Linked DNA regions of Mus musculus: region 2 is linked to region 1. A link is a contact called in public HiChIP or PLAC-seq data. All regions are on one chromosome and are shown on one strand. Each heading gives the region's core, a stretch centred on a gene start, on an enhancer-like site or on the middle of the called end of the contact. The rest is flanking DNA. Distances are from core to core; before and after follow the strand shown. Region 1 holds the start of Cgas (cyclic GMP-AMP synthase). Region 2 overlaps Slc17a5 (solute carrier family 17 (anion/sugar transporter), member 5).

The links. HiChIP or PLAC-seq counts read pairs in DNA pulled down with a chosen protein or histone mark.
Region 2: a contact with region 1 is called in an H3K4me3 HiChIP or PLAC-seq map of bone marrow-derived macrophages, with 2.1 times the contacts expected there. The contact joins the enhancer-like site here to the promoter of Cgas in region 1. A contact is called at or near these places in 2 of 39 promoter capture datasets (cancer-associated fibroblasts and neural stem cells), 1 of 15 datasets of contacts at CTCF or cohesin (CD8 T cells), 2 of 484 Hi-C or Micro-C datasets (the G1E-ER4 cell line and double positive thymocytes), 12 of 115 datasets of contacts at active chromatin or transcription factors (the SCID.adh cell line, acute myeloid leukemia, bone marrow-derived macrophages and 8 more) and 3 of 9 other capture datasets (adipose tissue, liver and pancreatic islet).

What each region holds. Positions count from the first base shown.
Region 1 is chr9:78,440,702-78,448,398 of GRCm38.p6, forward strand. Cgas (cyclic GMP-AMP synthase) reads right to left here and starts at 2,536. Exons shown (of 5, transcript NM_173386.5): 1 at 1,763-2,536. The coding sequence starts at 2,377. It overlaps Mto1 (mitochondrial tRNA translation optimization 1), which reads left to right and starts at 7,509. Exons shown (of 12, transcript NM_026658.2): 1 at 7,509-7,697. The coding sequence starts at 7,596.
Region 2 is chr9:78,549,865-78,557,236 of GRCm38.p6, forward strand. It overlaps Slc17a5 (solute carrier family 17 (anion/sugar transporter), member 5), which reads right to left. Exons shown (of 11, transcript NM_172773.3): 9 at 3,070-3,217. Among named protein-coding and RNA genes, the nearest start is that of Slc17a5, 34 kb to the right of the region's middle. Within about 2 kb of position 3,322, at least 6 of the 459 cell types and tissues checked have an H3K27ac peak or open chromatin away from gene starts, as enhancers often do. A contact at or near this core is called in bone marrow-derived macrophages and neural stem cells, where this site is marked.

The sequences.
Region 1 (7,697 bases), core at 1,286-3,785:
AGTGTTCCCGCCAGTGTCTCATGGTGATTTTGAACAGAAAAACAGTTTACAGTTTATGTAAGGTCTGAGGCTAGGAAAGCGTCTAAGAAAGTGCGCGAGGAAATAGCAAGGTGTTCTGAGGTTGCTAAAGGTAAGGTATGAAGGTTGGAGGTCGTGAAAACCTTGAATGCTAAGGAAAGTGAGCTAAGGGAGAAGGAAAATGCTTCAGATCTCTTCCCCTTCCCTCCCGTTCCCTCCCCTCGCTGTGCTATCATTGTGGTGAGACCTCAAAGTTCAGAGTTTAACATGGAACAGTGGTAAAACTAACACTTCTAATATTTATCTCTTTTTGTAAACTTAAAAAGATACTTCTAAGCTTCAGGGCATCCACTCGAATCCACTTCTCACAGGTCAAATTGACTCCAGATAAGTACTGCCAATCAATAACCTGCTTCCCTCCCCTACCTGTGTATTCCTGAGGGGGGATCTAGTCCCCTTTCCCTGGTCCTGGGAGCCCCACCCCAACTACCAAGACCATGGGCCTAAAGGTTTCAAATGTACACCCAAGAAAATTTCTTTTTCTCCCTAACCTCCTTAACTTTATCTTCTGCTCCTATCTGTTATTAGCATCCCAAATCCAGAACAGTCCCACAACCTGGACAGCAAGTTACACAGCCTGCTCTTCTCAGACTTGGTCAGCATTCCAGTTTTGAACCCCTTCCCTGATCATGGCACCCCAATGTCAGCAAAGTAGCCATAGACAATTGCGAGGCCCCTTATTCATTTATTATCAACAAAAGGCTGAGGTGTCTGGATTCAGATCCAGGTGCGCATTTAACCAAAGCCGACCTGGCCTCCAGGTTCTCCCAGGTCCCTCAGTCCCTACCTGTTACAGAGCATGGCTAGCATACTTCAGCCTCTGCCCTGAACCTTTCAGCCAAGGGGCTGGGCTTCCCCTCCGCCAGAAGCAGCTCTTCTCTATATAATGTGGGCATTTTGTGCGCTCTCTCTCGCTCTCGCTCTCTCTCTCTCCCTTCCTTCCCTCCCTTCCTTCTCCCTCTCCCTTTCTCCCCTCTTCTCTCTTCTCTCTCTTCCTCCTTCTCTACCCAACTCTGCCTCTCTGTATGTTCTCTCTCCCTGCGTGGGCACACTCTTTCTCTCTCTCTCTCTTCCCTCTTCCCTCTGTCTCCCTCCCCACAGTGACTACCCTGGCCTTTTTCTTAGGACCAGTGAACCTGCCCAAGAGCAGCTTTCTAATAAACCTGCCTTAATATATTTTAATTTGGCTTGAATTGGCTCATTTCACTAGCAGAGAATAGCTATCACCATCATCTTCAGGAACTCAGCCGGGCCTACTCTCCGAAGAGCATTAGAGGTAGGCTTGTAGATGACGTTCGCTCATAGGGGGTGCGACAATGTCAACGGACCCTCACTTGAGTACCCAGCCACCTCTCCCAATTAGTTGTATACAATTCTGCCCTAATTGCAGGCGGTCCCAAAGTCTCAGGGATGGACTAGATTCAATCTAGAGGCTATAGTTGGGGAAGGATTAATAAAGATGACTCCCCTGCGACTACTTTAAGGTCACCTGTCCCATCCCTCCAAAGCAAACTAACTAGCTATCAATATTGCTTGCTGTGAGCTAACTGGATGAATTAAAAAAAAAAAAAAAAGACTGGGGTGTTCCAAGGGAGGGGGGCCCTAAGAGTGTGGGACCCCCAAACAGCTGAGGAGGCAAGTGAGGAGTGGGGCCGGAGCCCCTCCAGCAGGTCTTGACGCTCACCTTCACATGTTCATAGTAGCTGCCAGTGTTCAGCTGCTCCACACCTTTGAACTCCGACTCCCGTTTCTGCATTCTGCGCAGCAGGCGTTCCACAACTTTATTCACCGTCTCGGCCGCCTCCGAGATATCTTTGCGTTTCAATCTCAATTTGTCCAGCACCTTCTTTAGCTTGTCCGGTTCCTTCCTGGACCCTCGCGGCGCTCTGGGCTGCCCGGTGGAGCGCGCGCCCCTTCTGTGGCTAGGTCCCCTTACGACTTTCCGCGCCTCGGGATCCGCGGGCGGCTGGGGCTCCCGTACGGCGGGCAGCTCCGGATCCAGGATGGCCTGCTGCTGGGGCACCCGGACGGCAGGCCGCGCGGTGGCTCCTGCCGCGTCCATGGCCGAGGGCTGTGCATCTTTGGTGAGCTCAGTGGCCCTTGCTGGATGCACTCGGGGCCCTGGGGCACGTGGCTTCTCCGTGGTGTCCCCGTCACGCTCCGCCCGCCGCGATCGAGCCCCCCTTTGCGGGCCGCAGCTTTCCGCGTGGGCCCTGGTCCTGCTGGGCTGCGTCGGGGCGCGCTTCGCGGACGGCTTCTTAGCGCGTGGCGCCGTCGTCCTTCTACGCGGATCTTCCATATCTGCCGCTCTTCGGTCCGGGAAAGAATAAATCGACTTCGAAGAAAGGCCGCGAAAAGGGGAACTCTCAGTGGCCGCTGGAAATGAAACTTAAATATATGGCGGGAACGTAGCCGGTCAGTATCCGCCGCGAGCAGGCGCAGGAGCACGCGTGAAGTCAGCGCCAGGAAGAGGCGGTCCAAGAGATGCGAACTTTTTCACCAGTGGGGACCAGCAGAGCCACTAGCTGGGGAACCACCCACTGAGCCACTGGCCGGGAAACCTCTCCTTTACCGCACAGACGCGGAAACCACTGACAGCTCAGATGGCTAGATTTGCCGCCTACCACCAAGATGTGTTTCAGGACACTACTGTCTCTCGTACATTTGTAGTTGATAAACAACTTTTTTATGTAAACTTTTTTGTTGTTTTTTGTTTTTTTTGTTTTTCGAGACAGGGTTTCTCTGTGTAGCCCTGGCTGTCCTGGGACTCACTGTAAACCAGGCTGGCGTCGAACTCAGAAATCCGCCTGCCTCTGCCTCCCAAGTGCTGGGATTAAAGGCGTGCGTCACCTCGCCCGGTTTATGTAAACTTTAAATCAAAATTTACTGTTCTTGTTAATGAGAAATAGAAACTCACTGAACCTTTTCAAGTTAGATTTAACTGCTTGGAATTAGTATTTCAACTTATCTTTCTAAAAAGCACACCGACTCTTAAAGAACATATTCAAAGTGCCTGTGTGAGTTTCATGAGCAGCACGGTGTAAGCCATCCTGATTTGGCTGCTGAGATTCCGTAGTCCTTTAATGCAGACTTTCAGAAAGCGATTTCTAAAGTCGGTCTCGTCAACAGTGGCTGCTTCTTTTAAAGTTGTTCTTGGCGGAACTCATTTTGCCTTCCACTGTGCTAACAAAAACAAAAACCTGTCTTCTGAAGATTTACATGGCTCAGAACAACACTTAGTTTTCAACTAACATCAGAATGTTATAATAATAACATTACTATATTCCACACCTTATTATGCAATCCTGTGTGTCCCTTAAAATAAAGCTCAAAAATTGCTGCTCTGTGTAACTTTTTGTAAAGTGTGTGTGTGTGTGTGTGAGTGTGTGTGTGTGTGTGTGTGTGTGTGTGTGTGCGCGCGCGCACGCGCGCGCGTGTGTATGTACCATATATTATGAGATACATGTAGCCTGAATAAAAAGACACCGATCAGTGTGCTGCCATCCTATTGACCCTGCAACTCTCTTCCCTCCTTCCTGTCAATGCCTGTACATGAGTTTTCAAAATGGGAACTTGTCTAACAAGCATTCGCTTTTGAATGGCAAGTAGACACACCTGGGAATGGAAACGCTGCCTACTTTGCAGAAATACACTTGAGCAGGAGACCTCTCTGTGAGGTCTTGCCAGTAGAGTGGCATTCTCCATTATTAGTCTCAGCACTAGGGAAGCAGAGGCAGTAAGCTGGAGATCTACAGAGCTAGTTCTAAAACAGTCAGGGCTATACATCGAAACCCTATCTGGAGGAAAAGAAGAAGAGAAGGGAGGGAGAGGAGGAGGAGGAGGAGGGTGAGGAGGAGGAGGAATTAAAAAGAAGAAAACAGTGCAATAGAGTATGGAATAGGCATGAGCATCGGAGAGAATGAAGTTTGAACAATGATTTTTGAAAGGAGCAAAATTCACTGCGACAACCATACTGTAATTGTAATTCTTTTAGTTGTGAATCTTTCTAGTTAATCAACTCTTAGCATCACCTGTGGGAGCATAGGTCCGTAGCTCCAGCTGCTCTGGAGGCTTAAGCAGAGCATCTTTGAGCCCAGAAGTACAAGCCTGGATAAGAGAGTGAGATCTTGTCTCAAACAATAAATCCGAGGTCCATCCTGGGGACGCTGATACAAGAGTAACAAACTACCTTCCACATGAGGGTTTTATAGACTTCCCAAACAGAAACTCGGTTTCTATTGTCTTTATTATCTGTCCTTGGGCTACAACTGAACTTTCTGGTTCTGAGTCTATGAGTAATGTCTTCGTTGAAAAGGGAAGATTCTGCACTGAATACATAGCATGTGAACAGATTAATGCCTGGTCTTCAAATGTAGGTGAGAGGGATTCTCCCAGGTAAGTGTCAACTGGGTTTATGATTCTTTGGGGAGGGGGCAGGATTGATGCAGGGTTTCTTTGTGTGGCCCTGATTATCCTGGAACTCACTCTGTAGATCAGGCCTTGAACTCAAGAGATCCCCTGCCTCTGCCTCTGCCTCTGCCTCTGCCTCTGCCTCTGCCTCTGCCTCTGCCTCTGCCTCTGCCTCTGCCTCTGCCTCTGCCTCTGCCTCTGCCTCTGCCTCTGCCTCTGCCTCTGCCTCTGCCTCTGCCTCTGCCTCTGCCTCTGCCTCTGCCTCTGCCTCTGCCTCTGCCTCTGCCTCTGCCTCTGCCTCTGCCTCTGCCTCTGCCTCTGCCTCTGCCTCTGCCTCTGCCTCTGCCTCTGCCTCTGCCTCTGCCTCTGCCTCTGCCTCTGCCTCGAGTACTGGGATTACAGGCATGAGACACCACTGCCTGACTGAGTCTATGATTCTTTAATCAATGGTTTAAGCTATTGACTCAAAATATTAAGAAGTAGTATATTTTAGCTAGCACGGGCCATAACTCTAATATAAACACTTTGAAAACCTGTTAGAGAAAGGAAAAAAAAAAAAGCAAACTACTTTGGTGCCTACACTTTGGAGGGAGATCTTCATGAGTTTAAGACCAGCCTGATCTATATATCAATTCCAGACTGAGAGAGGCAAGAACAGAGCCAGGAGGAGTTGAGAGAGAACTGCTAGTAAATATTTGATGATACTTGAAAAATGCCCAATGTTTGTGAAACATCACATCCCATTTAAACCAATTTCATTATCCACGGTTAAAGCATAACTATCCGCTTCTGTGCTAGACAGAGTCTGCACACCTGTAATCTCCACACTTAGGTACCTGAGGCAGGAGGATGGGGAATCCAAGTCTAGTTTGGCATACATAGAAAGGACACGTCTCAAAGGAAAAAGAAATCCAAGTGAAACATGGTGGCATAAATCTGAAATGCTGGCACTCAGCAGACTGAGGCAGAAGGATTGCTGTGAGTTCCAGTTCGCTCTGGGTTGCAAAGTAAGATATCTCAAAAACACACTAGAAGCTGGGAAGATGGCTCACTGGATAGCTATGCACTCCTGACACCTGTTTTTTTTTTTTATTCTTAGAACCCACATAAAAGATATACATGGTATATCTTGGTACATACCTCTACAATCTTAGCCCTCTTACTGCAAGGTGGGAGGCAGAGATTGGAGAATTGGCCTTAAGTTCTTTAGCCAGCTGTCCTGGAGTACACAGAACATCAAGAGAAATAATAAGAGAGGCCCTGCTTCAAAACAAGGTAGAAGGAGATCACTGGCTCCTCAGAACTTGACATTTGTGTCCCAAATGTTCACCAAGACATACACACTTATGCTCACCTCTCTTTCTCCTCTCTCTCTCTCTCTCTCTCTCTCTCTCTCATCTAAAAACACCTACCATCAACAAACAAGCCAATATTGGATACAATGTAGAAGACTTTTTTTTTTCATTTTTTCTCTTTTGCTTATTTTCACTTTCTCTCAGAGACAAGATCTCTCTACATAACCCTGACTATCCAGGAACTCACCGTGTAGTTCATGCTGACCTCAGACTCAGAGCTCTGCCTGAGTTGTGCACCATCGTGCCCAGCTAAGCAAATATATTGTTAAGGGGACTGGACAGATGATTGGCAGGTAAAAATATCTGCTGTCAAATCTGATGATGTGGGTTCAATTCCCAGAACCCACAGGATGAGGAGAACTGACTCTCTCAAGTAGATCTCCATATGTGCACTGTAGTATGAGTAAGCCCATACACATACTCACATGCAAATGAATACATGCAATTAAAAATTTAAATATATATAGTTAAATGGAGGGGAATAAAGTGAAAGATAGTATAATCACAGAATTTATATACAAAATACTAGCGTTCCTGTGCCGTGTGAGTTTTCCCCCTCCTGTGAAAATGTGAATAAATGTATATTTACCTGAGGGCACCAAGAACAAGCCAAAGAAAATTATTCCACTCAAATATAATTTAGTGAAACTATAAGTTTTTTGGAGGTATTTACAGGAGTGTGGATGACTCAAAGACTGCATTACAAAAGTCCAGGGCAGTATGGATGACAACTCACAAAAGTTGTATCCCTGAGCCCCCGAAGGACTTGCACATCTGATGGTCCTGGAGTCTACCCCCTAGCAATGGTCCCTGCTTGTATAGCCTGAAGTAGGGGTGGGCCTGGCAATTTATAAATCTTCCTGGGACTGAACCTGTAAACTTTGTTCACTTCTGGACTTTTATGAGACTCCCTCCTCTAGGAAGGAATATTTCAACTCAGAGGAAAACTTGTATATGCATATAAAAATAGCTACTAGCAACAAAAGACTGGCATTCCTTTAAAGTAGGGACAGAGCACTTTGTAGGAGTTACACATTTTTTAATTCTCCATGTCTTGTGTGTATATTATGTTTAAATAGGAACCAGAGAAATGGCTCAGTGAACAAGATCTCTTGCTCTTTGCAGAGAACCTGCCGTGTTTGATTCTCAGCACCCACATAGTGGCTCATAACCTTTTATTGCTCCAGAAAATCTGATGCACTCTTCTGACTTTTGTGGGAATAGGCTAGATCGAGGCGCGCGCGCACACCCACACACCCATACACCACATGCACAGGCAAAACAATCATACACATAAAATAAATGTCAAAAAAATGTTTAAGCTGTATATAAATAATGGAGTTTTGATTTGGAGACGTGATATTCATTTGTAGACCCAGATGGCCTTCAAGATGAGGATTAGAACTCGGATTGCCTTAGTCGACTAACCTCTCAGAAGATTTTGAGGCGAAATGATCAAATTTATTGTTCATAGGTGGCAACCTGGCGATAAAGACAAGTCCACGGGAAAAGCCTAACCTCAACCTCCAAGATAGAATCTCCCGCCAGCGCTGAAAGTACCTGCGGGGGGAGGAAGGGGGGGGGAGAACGCACAGGGCCTGCGCGCACCTCCCCGCGGCGAAGCTCCAACCCGCCAATCAAAAGCGTCGCTGGACGCAGGCGCGCTACGCGCTGACTCGGCCAAGATGGCGACGCCCAGCTGGCTTCTACTCCGGTGACAGTTCCGGGCGTCTCTAGCTAGCTTCCCTCAACATGTTCCTTCTCCGAGGCCGTGGCCATTGGGCCGCAGCGTCCCTCGGCAGACGGCTGCCTTTGCGTCGCCTCCGCAGCGACAGCGCGGCGCCCTGCACCCCG
Region 2 (7,372 bases), core at 2,072-4,571, 110 kb after region 1:
ACTGAGCCATGGCTCCAGACCCTCGTATTTACAATCACTGTTTATCTCCTTGAATCTGTTTAGGTTATCAGGCTTGGTTATGACTCCATAAATGTTAACATTTCCTCCACCGTGAAACTGGTCAAGAACACCTACCTACCTCATTAGACTGTTTTCAGGATAAACAAATGTTTGTACAAGTGACTACTAAGCTATTAAGTACTAGACAATGGCATTTATACATAAGTAGCACAGCAATTGACAACTGGAAAAATCAATAGCTCTATTCTTTGTCACTTTGTTATTTGAGACAGGGCTCTCTCATTGCCTAGGCAATCGTAAACTCACTAGGTATGTAGCCAGGGATGCCCCAGTTACTATGAAGCTCTTTGTTAATAAAACAGGCATCTCTATGTTCCGTTTCCAATGGAACAGCTTCTAGTGCCTCAACTCTTTCAGCTTCGAAGTGTTTCCCCTGACCCCTTCTGTCCCCGCCTCCCCCGAGACACGATTTCTCTGTGGAGCCCTGGCCGTCCTGGAACTCACTCTGTAAATCAGGCTGGCCTCAAACTCAAGAGATCCACCTGCCTCTGCCTCCCAGTCCTGAGATTAAAGGTGTATATCACCACTGTCTGGCAAAGTGTTTATTATTACAGTTATGTTTATAACTTTCAAATTATCACTAAATTTAACCAAATTTCCTTGCAATTAGCTTTCACTATTAAACTCCTTTAGTTCACCCCTTATCGATATGTATATTCAACACAGCTCCTAGTTTGTAAAGTTCAACGACCTCTTCCTTTACATTTTACAGCTATTTTAAGGTTGCTGGTATATGGTAAATCCTCCCAACATTATGTATGCTTTTGTGACTAAAACCAACAGGCAGGTGTTGGAATTAGAGATGTGATCTCCCACACTTAGTTGGTGTTCTGTGATCTGTTTCTGCTGGGAATGGTCCTATGTAGAGCTCTAAGGCCGTCTAGTTGGAAGGAGCTTAGCCCCTTATTAAGAAGATTAAATTAGGGGGCTGGAGAGATGGCTCAACAGTTAAGAGCACTGACTGTTCTTCCGAAGGTTCTGAGTTCAAATCCCAGCAACCACACGATGGCTCACAACCATTCATAATGAGATCTGATGCCCTCTTCTGGGGTGTCTGAAGACAGCTACAGTGTACTTACATATAATAAATAAATAAATCTTTAAAGAAAAAAAAAGATTAAATTATTCTCTTCTTCAGCTGTGGGGCTTGATCTCAGGACTTCATATGCACAGGGATTGCTCTAGTAGCTGAACTCCAGGATGAAACCCCAATCTTGATTCATATCTTTTTTTTTGTTTTTCGAGACAGGGTTTCTCTGTGTAGTCCTGGCTGTCCTGGAGCTCACTCTGTAGACCAGGCTGGCCTTGAACTCAGAAATTCGCCTGCCTCTGCCTCCCGAGTGCTGGGATTAAAGGCGTGTGCCACCACTGCACGGCTTGTTTCATATTCTTGTATTTTTTTTTCATATGAGCAGGTTAATTTCAAAGGTCTGTTCAGGTTCTTTCTTTAATCAATATGTAGCCTAGGCCGGCTTTGAACTTTCTGTGATCCTCCTGCCTCAGCCTCCATGATGTCAGGATTATAGAAGTATGCCACCAGACCTAGTAAGGCCTGCTCAGGATCTCTCTGAGAGGTGTGGACAAGGGCTTGTCTTGGTGTGTCACAGGAGTCAGAGGGCTCTAACATCTGGCTAGGTGCAGTCTGGGATATTTCAGAGGTTAGAAAAAAAAACCTACTTCGCAATTCCTCCTAAATTAAATAGAGATCCATTACTTCCTATAAGTTAAGTTCCCCAAATCTTCAGAGGAGAGGTGCTCAGTCTAGTCCCTCTCTTTATCCTAGCTGGAAAAACAGAGCTCCATGGCTCAGAGAATGTTTCTAGAGAGGAAGATATAAAAACCTGTCTGGGCTCAAAGTAAGAATTTTAGCTTCAGATTATGGATCATGGATCTAGCATTAGTTAGCTGTGTGGTGGAAGACACTTAATTCCCCTGAACTTGAGTTTCTATACAGTAAGTCAAGAGCCCCACCCCCCAACTCACTGGACCTCTGAGGACAAACAAGAGGATGTTTATGTAAGAGACTGGAAGCAGCCTCGTCCTGGACACCCGTGTTTACATACAGGTAACGTGATAAATGTCAGCTGGGCAAGACAATGGCTCCACTCTTTTATAATTGTTTGGTTTGTTTTTTGAGAAAAGGTCTCTTATTGGTGCAGCTGGCCTTGAGCTGCAGCCGAGGCTAAGCCTGGCATTTTGTTCCTCCTGCCTCTACTTCCTTGATTCATAAAGGAAAAAAAATATATACATACACATACACATATATGTATATAATAATAATTTTACCCTAAAGCGTCCATCTTGCTGGCTCCATTTTATTTATTTGTCTGTTTATTTGATACATGGTCTCTTCTGTCCTAGACTGGCCCTGAACTCCTGATTCTCCTGTTTTCATCTTCCAAATTCTGGGGTTGCAGGTGCGTGCTGCAGCGCTCAGCTTATGTAGTGTTGGTGACTGAATCCATAGCTTCCTGATTGCTAGGCAAGCATCCTAGCAGCTGAGCTGAGGTCTCAGCTTTGTCTCTGACAAAGAGGGCTCTGTTACTCATCTGTGCGGTAAGGCCACCGAGGTGCCAAGCTTGGTGACTGTCCTGAGGATGGGCTATCACAGCGCCTATTCCAGCTGGGACAGACCCACGGCAGCCACACTTCTGTGTGCAGGAGAACCCTATGGTGGCAGTTCAAGGTTTGAAAATTTACTGGCTGTGTAAACTGAAATCCAGCAAAAAACTTAAAGTGATTCCTCTAGTAGTCAAAGTCACGGAAAGCAGAACTAAGAATGGTGGCTGCCAGGATGTGGGAACGGGAAAGGTGGCATTAGTGCTGGTTCAAGGGACACAGAATTCCAACTGCAAAGATGTAAAAGCTGAGAGACTCCAGGTGGTAATGGCTGCAAACAGTAGCGTGTTTTACGTTATCTATGTTTTACATGACTGTAAGAAACGAAAATCACAGCCATTCCCAGCAAACCTCTGTATCTGTACTCACGAAGGAGCGATATCCAGATGGTTGATGCTAAATCCAGAAGAGGCGAAGCCTCCCAGCGTCGTGGATATGGTTAGGAACGCAACGGCCAAGGAATAGTCACAGCCTATAAATCCAGCCGCGACTAGGAAAACCGCAGGGCCAACCATTCCTGGAGTTACAAAGTTGTAGGAGAAAAAGAAGCGCCATTACGGTAGTTGCTCAATTTAAAACCGTATAACCCTGAATTGGACAGTGCTGCCACCTACTGTACAAACACGGAACTGCCTGGAAGACCAAAGCATCTTCATTGCTTTCATCACTAGAAAGAAAGCCTGGCAGGAAATACAGGATACAACTCCTGTAATAAGAAAAGGAACCCCCCCCCCCTTCCCTCCGCCATGCTATTCAATCTGCATGTGATGAGAACTCAGCCTACATCTACAGAGCTGATCATCAAAGACAGAAAGACTGGAAAGCAGGGCGGAAGGGAGAAGCAACAGCTGATGCAGACTGCGACTAAAATTCATATCATCAAAGTATACAAATTATACAATAAACTCCACTGGAGGCCGGAGAGAGGTCTCAGTGGCTAAGAGTGCTTCCTGCTCTTCCAGAGGACCTAAGTTTGGTTCCTAGCACTCATGTTGGGTGGCTCACAACCATCTGTGACTCCCAGCTCCAGGGTGACCCAGTGGCTTCTGCAATGGCACACACACACACACACACACACACACACACACACACACACGCACGCACACGCACGCACACGCACACACACGCACACACACACACACGCATGTACAGACGCACGCACGCACATACACACACACGCACATACACACAGACACACACACACGCACGCACGCACACGCACACACACACACGCATGTACAGACGCACGCACGCACATACACACACACGCACATACACACACACGCACATACACACACACACACACACACACACACACGCACGCACGCACGCACGCACACACACGAGCACATGTTCACACGCACACATGCACACATGTTCACACGCACACACATGCACACATACGCAGACAGACACACAAATATTACACAAATAATAAACTTTGTTGGATGTAGTTAGAAATCAGATCCATCTTGGTTCTAGGAGTTGGTAACAAAAATGCATATTATTACACACAGCAGGTCCACGGAAGAAAACATATCAGATTGAACTGAAAGAGAAATGATTTCCTTTACAGATGACCAAAGTCAGGGCAGGAACTGGACAGGATGGGATGGGAACTCCTGTAGTGGGTGCTCGGCAGGTGTTTGAAGCCTTTACCTGGAATGGGTCTTTTCATCATATAGTTTAAAAAAAAGGTTTATTTTACGTGTATGGGTGTTTTACTTGCATGTAAGCCTGTGCACACACCCATGTCTAGTGCCTGTGCAGCTAGAAGGGGACATCAGATCCCAAGCAGCTGTAGTTACAGACAGCTGTGAGCTGCTGTGTGGGTGCTGGGCACGGAACCTGTGTTCTCTGTAAGAGCAGCCAGTTCTCTGGGCCCCAAATCTACATTTATCTGAATTTCTGATGCTCTTGGCTCTACTTCTCAAGGGCTGGGATCACCAGGCCTGCCTCTCAATTTCTTTTTCTTTTTGTAGATGGAGTCTCATCATGTTACCCTGGCTTCAAATTCCAGGCCTCAAATGATTCTCTGGCCTCAGCTTCCCCAGCATCGGGACTACATACAGTATGTACTACGCTGACTGGCTATCAAAAAGGCAAAGGTACCAGTCGCTGCGGAGGAGATAAAGGTGGGCCTGAAGGTTGAGTGGACCACAATGACCAATGATTTACTCAGTCCTGCTGACATAATGAGCATCTCAAAAGGAAAAGGTTTGGCTTGGGTATTGTCTTAGTCAGGGTCTCTATTCCTGCACAAACATCATGACCAAGAAGCAAGTTGGGGAGGAAAGGGTTTATTCGGCTTACACTTCCATGCTGCTGTTCATCACCAAAGGAAGTCAAGACTGGAACTCAAGCAGATCAGGGAGCAGGAGCTGATGCAGAGGTCATGGAGGGATGTTCTTTACTGGCTTGCCTCTCCTGGCTTGCTCAGCCTGCCCTCTTATAGATCCCAAGACTACCAGCCCAGAGATGGCACCACCCACAAGGGGCCTTTCCCCCTTGATCACTAATTGAGAAGATGCCTTACAGCTGGATCTCATGGAGGCATTTCCTCAACTGAAGCTCCTTTCTCTGTGGTAACTCCAGCTGTGTCAAGTTGACACAAAACTAGCCAGTACAATTGACCCCTTGTCAACTTGACACACAAACACATCACTAGTAAGCCTCAACCCTTACATTCTTATTCATCCCCAAGGTCTAAACAACTTTAAACATCCCACAGTCTTTACATATTCTTAAAATTTCAATCTCTTTAAAATATCCATCTCTTTTAAAATCCAAAGTCTTTTTACAATTAAAAGTCTCTTAACTGTGGGCTCCACTAAAATAGTTTCTACCTTCAAGAGGGAAAATATCAGGGCACAGACACAATCAAAAGCAAAAATCAATCTCCAACCGTCCAATGTCTGGGATCCAACTCACAATCTTCTGGACTCCTCCAAGGGCTTGGGTCACTTCTCCAGCCATGCCCTTTTTAGCACACGTGTCGTCCTCTAGGCTCCAGATGCCTGTACTCCACTGCTGCTGCTGCTCTTGGTGGTCATCTCATGGTACTGGCATCTCCAAAACACTGCATGACCCCTTCAGTCCTGGGCCTTCAATTGCAACTGCGGCTGCACCTTCACCAATGGCCTTCCATGGCCTCTCACAGTGTCGAGCCTCAGCTGCTCTTTGTGACCCCTTCATGCCTTCAAAACCAGTACCACCTGGGTGACCCTTACATATTACCAAGTCCCGCTGCAGCAGGAGTACAAACTTGGCTATCTCTGGAACACAGCCTCTTTGTGCTTTCAGAAAACACTTCCCAGAAGACGTCACCTCAACGATGCTGGTCTCTTCTTAATCACCGCTAATTTCTTAGCTCCAGCTAACCAGCATCAATAGTCCCAGTAATGCAAAGTTTTTGCTTTAGTAGTTCTGGTATCTTGTTAATCACAGCTGATTCTTCAGCCCCAGCTAACCAGAACTACAGAATCTTCATAATCAAAACAGAAATGGCCCTGAAAAGAGTCTTTAATCTTCCCTCTGAAATTTCACAAACCAGACCTCCATCTTCTGCACTGTTCTCAACATTATCTTCCGAGCTCCTATACAACATCTGACAGAGCTCTTAACAGCGAATGGATCTTCAAGCCCAAAGTTCCAAAGTCCTTCCACAGTCCTCCCCAAAACATGGTCAGGTTGTCACAGGAATACCCCACTCTGCTGGTACCAATTTGTCTTAGTCAGGGTCTCTATTCCTGCACAAACATCATGACCAAGAAGCAAGTTGGGGAGGAAAGGGTTTATTCGGCTTACACTTCCATGCTGCTGTTCATCACCAAAGGAAGTCAAGACTGGAACTCAAGCAGATCAGGGAGCAGGAGCTGATGCAGAGGTCATGGAGGGATGTTCTTTACTGGCTTGCCTCTCCTGGCTTGCTCAGCCTGCCCTCTTATAGATCCCAAGACTACCAGCCCAGAGATGGCACCACCCACAAGGGGCCTTTCCCCCTTGATCACTAATTGAGAAGATGCCTTACAGCTGGATCTCATGGAGGCATTTCCTCAACTGAAGCTCCTTTCTCTGTGGTAACTCCAGCTGTGTCAAGTTGACACAAAACTAGCCAGTACAGGTATAGTGGTCCGGGTCTGTAATCCCAGCTCTCGATAGTTGGAGCAGGAAAGGGGTGATTTTTGAGGCCAAACCTAGGTAGCATAGCATGGAGAATCTGTCTTGGAGACAAGCAACTGAGCTACCGAGTAGCCATGCTTGTAACTCAGTTACTCAGGGCAGTGAGGCAGGAGGATGACTTTTGGGTTCCAGGCTGCCTGAGCTATACAGCAAGTTCCCCAGCAGCCTGGCCACATGGTCAGATTTTGTGACAACAAACCAAGCAACCAATAACCAACTAACAACACACCCAGAGGGTGTGAGTGAGGTCTAGGTGAGCTTCCGGGCAGCACAGCTCCTCGTGGTGTCAACCTCTGGAGGGAGGTGGCTCCATTGCCCTTCCTATAGACCTTGCCCTAAGGATTTTTCTACCTGGCTATTTCTCTGTTCCCCCTGTAACATCCTCTATAATAAATGAACAGTCAGAAACAAAGTCTGTGCCCTGAGTTCTGTGAGTCAGTCTAGCAAATTAACTGAGCCCAAGGACAGGCCACGGGAACCCTAATTAATA